Regions from separate parts of the Arabidopsis thaliana genome. Here region 1 is linked to region 2. A link is a contact called in public ChIA-PET data. All regions are on one chromosome and are shown on one strand. Each heading gives the region's core, a stretch centred on a gene start, on an enhancer-like site or on the middle of the called end of the contact. The rest is flanking DNA. Distances are from core to core; before and after follow the strand shown. Region 1 holds the start of AT5G06885 (a long non-coding RNA gene). Region 2 holds the start of VAM3 (Syntaxin/t-SNARE family protein).

Region 1 (3,291 bases), core at 312-2,811, 33 kb after region 2:
ATTGGTATGGTACAGCTTTCGTTTTCGCTGACTTCACAAAACTAATCATTATACCTAACTCATCACAGTTTATTTATTTATAAGAAAAGAGAAACCGAAATTAAGAATGGACCAATGGATTTCTGTTGGGATAATGGCTTTAACCGGGAACCGGAAAACCCGGTGAGCTCACCACCACCCACAGTAACAGTAACCAAGAAAAACAATTGTCTTCCCAATGCACCTGCCACGTGTATAGAGACAGTACAGAAGTGTCACCACGTTTCGACTTTCTGTTGTTTAAATGACTTGAATACCCTCCGTTATGACACTATTTTACTGTTTGAAGGAAACGCAAGATTGATGAAACGGCGTTTTAATGGGTTGGCAGCGTTTGGTTGAACCACCTAACAACCACCACTTTCCTTCACACTTATAGTTCCTTTTTTTTTATTTTTTTATTTTATTTTCTGTTGGGAATCTATTTTTTCTTTATTTTTTTATTAAGCATTTGGTCTTAAACAATTATAAAAATAAAGCTGATTGGTACAAGTATTAAAAAGGAAAAAAGGCTGACTGATAATGGAGTTGATTAGCTACAGCTATAGATTAATAATAGCTGAAACCTTTTATTTAATATTTGTTTACTGGAAAATAGTGGTTGTAAATTTCAAACAAATAAAATGTACATCTTTTTAAATTTAGAACAAATATAACAAAAGTAAACATTAGTTTGTTAGAAATTTTTAAAAATATAAAAATATTTAATTTTTGATTAGACTATTCACTTTTTCTTTAAATAAGATATATTTTAATATGATTGGATTATACTTTGCTTAAAATCTTGGGATGTTTATGAAATGACTTAAAAATTCTTAAAATAGATCATGACCGCACCAATCGCAGCAAAACGGTAGGAGCGTTCATTAGACACCTAATTGGCTAATTGATATGGCTTGTGAAGAATTTGGGAACCTTCCCGATATTCACCAATATTTAATTATAATTTGTTGTTTTCTTTAGAATTTTAATTAGGAACGGCTTTTGTGTTAAAATTACGGTGGCCACTAAAGCATACACGTTTTGGAGTATAAAACTATAAATTATACATTCATAACAATTTTTTCCGGTTTTCCAAGTTTCTTCCTCTCTCGGTCCTCTTTTAGCATCTCTACAGTTTCTCTCTCCTCTACCGCCGGAAAAAAAAAACGATTTCTCCGGCCGGTTTTGGTTTCTCCGTTCCGTTAATAGCCTTCGTTTTCTCGTCCTTGGAATCGTCCTCTGGTTGATTTCTGAATGTTCGTTTGACTCGGCTACGCGGCGATTCGGATCTCCGTGTTTGACTCGGTCCCTGGCTCGTTACGCGGCGTTTTCGTAGAATGTGGTTTACTTTGTTTGCATGCCAGGCTTTGTATTGAATTCGTGGGGCGAGATCGTGATCTAGGGTTTCGTCTCTGTTCTTTTGGTTCGTTGCTTGTTGTGGTCGCTTTTTGTTTCTTAATCCGGCTGAAGAAAACGAAAGTCTACAGAGATAATAGATTACGGAATGATATGGTGAGATGATTTCCCCTCTCTGATTTTAGTCAATTTTGTTGTTTAACGATTTTGGAATTCTCGTGAATTTTTGTTGTTAACGATTTTGTTGGATCAGATCTCTAACATTGCTCGATTTTTTTAGAGTTTCTGCTATTTTTTTTCTTGAATTGGTTACTCTTTTTTTTACTCTGCTTCGTTGTTTGATCCTTCTCTATGGAGAATCTCACGTTTTGTTGCTATTTTTGTGAACTTGAGATTTGAGCTCTGTTGAAATGGCGGCGAATCTTCACGTAGGTCAAATGATTGTGTGTATGAGAGGAAGTTGTCGATGGTTTCTAAGTTGTGACTCGCGTTCTTCGAGGGTGTTGAAATTAGAAATTGTCACATTCTTTGACTTTGTAGGGTATTGGTCAAAGAGATAAGGCTGTACCAGGAAGTGAAAATGCTTATATACCTTTTGAAACTTCTAGGTGTTGACTGTTTCCGTTTTCTGTGTTCACTTTTTATGTTTCTTAGCTTTTTGTGGAGTTATAATATTTTGGAGCTATAGTGGGTTAAGTGTGAATGGTTGACCTATTGTGTATCTATGACTCCTGTATATGGTATTTGTAGTATGAACTTTTGATATGTATCTAGAGGAATGTTTGCTGACACTTGGTTTTGTCAGGCGGAAAGGAGGATCTGCTTGTCTAAAGAGGCTAAGGATGGGTTAGAATTTCTGAAACGTAAAAAGCTTCAAAAAATGAGATCAGACTCTGTCAATGAAACAGTAGGCTTCAGCACAATGGCTAGAAGTGGTGGTGATGCTTTGAGACCAACTTCAGCGTCATGTGGAATGAGATTACGGGTAACTTCTAGTGATACAGTATCTAAAGTGCATGGTGCATCTACTGTGAGAGGTGGCTTGATGAAGGAAAAAGTGGAGAAGCTTGAGACAGATGATCTAAAATGGACCGAGAGGCTTCCAGAATGTCCTGTCTACAGACCAACAAAGGAGGAGTTTGAGGATCCTCTGACTTATTTGCAGAAGATTTTCCCAGAAGCTTCAAAATATGGTAAAACAAAAATCTCAATATGCAAGTAGTAGAATTGTGCTTCTTAATTTTCATGGCTTCATAAGTTTGTTGAAGCCATTGATTGGTGTTGTCTATAAAATGGAAAGAAAAATGTGATGTAGGCAATATAGAAGACTTGTATCCTTTCATAGACATTTAACTGTAATTAATCTCATTATGTATTTCTATCCAATCTCATATTCTGCCTCTGTCGTTTGTAGGTATTTGCAAGATTGTATCTCCTTTGACAGCAACAGTTCCTGCTGGCGCTGTGTTGATGAAAGAGAAATCAAACTTTAAGTTCACTACCAGAGTACAACCCCTTCGACTTGCTGAGTGGGATTCTGATGATAAAGTTACATTCTTCATGAGTGGGAGGTTTGTTATTAAACCTATTACCATTTAGCTCTACATCTTCACTTTATAGTTTGTATTTAATTATTTGTAAACTACTCAGGACCTATACATTTCGCGACTATGAGAAAATGGCGAACAAGGTATTTGCACGCAGATATTGCAGTGGTGGCTCTTTGCCCGACTCATTCTTGGAGAAAGAATTCTGGAAGGAAATTGCGTGTGGCAAGACTGAAACAGTTGAGTATGCGTGTGATGTAGATGGTAGCGCATTTTCATCTGCACCAGGTGACCCACTAGGAAGCAGCAAATGGAACTTGAATGTATTGATTTACTACAACTTAAGCTTCTCCCTTTTCTATTCTTT
Region 2 (3,021 bases), core at 48-2,547:
TTGTCTAACAATACAAGTTCTTGTCTACAACAATCAAGCAAAGGAGAAAATAAGTTGCATCAACAATCAAGCAAAGGAGAAAATAAGTTGCATCATATAAGAGATGTGTAAAAGAATATTTTTTCGATATCACCTACCTTTTCGACTCCTGAAGTTGTGCCCGCTGTTCCGGTACCTTATCCACCTCACCCGCCGTATAGCTATATACGGAGTCAGACAAGAAAAATAAGGAACATGATTATCAAAACCACACAAACAATTCACAAAGTGATGCTTTTTGCTTATGATAATCACACTTCTAATTCGAATTCGAGCTTAACATACATGAAACCACATATAATCAATCAGTCACGTTACCTAGAGGGAAGAGCAGATTGAGGCACGAAAGGAGTATAAGTGGTTTCTCTTTCAGCAGCAGTTTGTTGAGCTTTCTGAAACTCTTTTAAAACAGCTTGAAAGTCCCTTGCAAGCTTAGCATCTGCAATCTTCTTACTTGGCTACACAATTACACAACAATCAAACACACAACAAAGAGTCGCTTAAAAACCAAACAAGAAGAAAAAGATTCCACTTTACATTGACACCGCTTTGATGATCAGTTTCACTAGCTTCTTTAAGTTTAGCTGAAGTATCCTTCACAAGCTGTCCAATATGCAACCTTGTCTTGTGCCTATCACAACAAAATCCGAATAATAATTTCTAAATTCAGAATCCACAAAAAAAAAAAAGCAATCAAAATTGAAATCAAAAATTCAATTTTTTTTATCAAATGAAATTTAGATTTCAATTTCAACATACAGCTTCTCCCGGAGCTCCGGTGTATCTTTGGGAGTACCAAGTGTGTTAACGAGTCGCTGAAACGTGGAGACTCCGGTATTGATCTGGAATATTCCAGAAGCAACGGCTTGTGTCGAATCTTGTCGACCACCATTGAATTTCCTCGTTGATCTTCCTCTTCCTGATTCTAAATCTTGAAAACTCATCTTCTTCGCGAAACCTCTTTTTTTCCTGGAAAAATTGGATCTACAAAAAGATTGAGAAATTGGTTATCGGAGTTTTCTCTAATCTCTGAGAAAAAAAAAACGAAGGTCAAGGCGTGGATCGTGGAGACAGATAGACGAAGATTGAAAAGCGTTTTCGAAAAAATCCCAAACTGATTTTAATTGAGAAGAAAAAGCTGAGATAAAGTTGTTTCCTTTTTGATCCTTTTATTTCTATATATTTAGTAACCTCTCCTCGTTTCTGTTTTTCTTGCCAAATTAAACAATTGGTTTGGTTTATTGAGATTTTGGTTTGGGTCAGTTTGTTTTTATTTTTGATTTGATTCAGTTTTAGTTAATAAACAATAATTTTTAGTTAGTTTATATATTAATATGATTATATTTTTTCTCAATATGTGTAAATAGTTAAAATGTAAAGTTTTAATAAAACATTTATTTGGTTTGGTTTAGTTCAGATACAATCAAATCAGTTTATATAAGATTCCACTACGGTTTAAACAGTTCAATTTGGTTCGGTGCCCTTAGTTTAACTATTTTAGGTGAAAGTTTAATAATGAAAAGTAGGTCTGGGCACGAAGCGAATATTCGGAAAAATTGTGATATTTGTTATTCGATTCGTTTTAACCGAATACTTGATTTTATGATTTGCTTTGATTCGAAACTTTCCGGATATCCGGAATTTCGAATATCCGGATTTTTTTGTGATATTTGCGGATATCCGCTTTGATACGTATAAATATTTTAAAAAAATATATAAACTATATAACCATATCAGATATTCAAAGTTTTTATTTAACATGCTTTCAAAATAAGTTCTAAATACCAAATATAACCTTTGTTGTTATCACCGGTCAACAAAAATGTTATCAAACTAATTCCAAAAACTAAAACTCGATAGTTTTTGATGTCATTGATCAAAACATAACATAAAAAAAAATATCAAACAAACATCTTAACATAAAAACATAAGGTAGCAACAATACACAAACTATTTATGATATCTATATATAGATATAACTATATATTCTAATATATATCAAAAGATACGGATCGAAGCGGATATTTGATTTTTTAAAAAACAATATTTGCTATTTGATTCGGTTTTTACGAATACTACATTTTCCTATTTGCTTTGGTCCAAAATCTTACGGAAATTCGGATTTTTCGAATCAAATCAAATCGAATACCGAATCGAAGCGGATCGATCGAATATTTTGCCCAGCCCTAATGGAAAGTGTTAATGTAATTACTTTATCAGCATTTTTTTCGCAAGATTTCCAATGATGAGGTTATTAAACTTTACTACATGTGAAAAGCAGAAACGGTTTTGGACACGTGGACGACAGATAGTGGTTGATAATGTGATTATGTCACGTCTTTTGTTTTGTTTTAAACGTAAGTACTATATGATTAAAATTTAATTAGAATCTTTCCCGACAAAGAAATAGCTAAGCACGACCTTTTTCTTCCTTGAAGTCGCCGGCGAGACAAAAAAAAAAAAACATAATCCCGACGGTTACACGTACCGGAGAATTGTATTTAAATTGAATCCGCTTTGTATTTTCCTCACAGCCAAAGATTTTTCCTTACTAGGATTTTCATTTTCTCTTCTGTTTTCGTTTCAAATTCAGAAAATCTTCCGTTTCAATCCGGTTTATATCGGTTTTTAGCAATGTCGGTGAGTACTCCTTCATATCCGATTAATCGTTCTCGTCTCGTATTTGTAGAATTTCGATCACCAGCTGCGATTAGATATGTTGAAATTGGCGTTTAGAATCACTAATTTTGGGTTTTACCTTCTTATGGATTACTTGTTTGATAAATGTGATTAGTATTTATCTAATTAGTTAAAACTTTGTGAATTTATTTTTGGACACAGCTTCTTATATGTATAACTTTTAAGTTAATCAGAACTTAACCAATTCGTTAACTTTAGGAGTAAGGGGTTTAACACTTTTGTGCTCTCTGTTTTCAAATTCATGTCAGTCTGAACATTGTTAATGACACAACTGGTAACTGT

The links. ChIA-PET counts read pairs in DNA pulled down with a chosen protein or histone mark.
Region 1: an H3K4me3 ChIA-PET map of shoot shows a contact between it and region 2, with 13 read pairs. The contact joins the promoter of AT5G06885 here to the promoter of VAM3 in region 2. A contact is called at or near these places in 5 of 26 Hi-C or Micro-C datasets (leaf, seedling and shoot), 2 of 2 datasets of contacts at active chromatin or transcription factors (seedling and shoot) and 1 of 3 other capture datasets (root).

What each region holds. Positions count from the first base shown.
Region 1 is chr5:19,045,358-19,048,648 of TAIR10.1, forward strand. It overlaps AT5G06885 (a long non-coding RNA gene), which reads right to left and starts at 1,562. Exons shown (of 1, transcript NR_142958.1): 1 at 1,295-1,562. It overlaps AT5G46910 (Transcription factor jumonji (jmj) family protein / zinc finger (C5HC2 type) family protein), which reads left to right and starts at 982. Exons shown (of 11, transcript NM_124062.3): 1 at 982-1,533; 2 at 2,183-2,570; 3 at 2,792-2,948; 4 at 3,028-3,247. The coding sequence starts at 1,531.
Region 2 is chr5:19,012,813-19,015,833 of TAIR10.1, forward strand. VAM3 (Syntaxin/t-SNARE family protein) reads right to left here and starts at 1,298. Exons shown (of 7, transcript NM_124057.4): 1 at 799-1,298; 2 at 577-670; 3 at 358-497; 4 at 138-200; 5 at 1-24. The coding sequence starts at 983. It overlaps AT5G46870 (RNA-binding (RRM/RBD/RNP motifs) family protein), which reads left to right and starts at 2,421. Exons shown (of 5, transcript NM_124058.4): 1 at 2,421-2,679. The coding sequence starts at 2,674.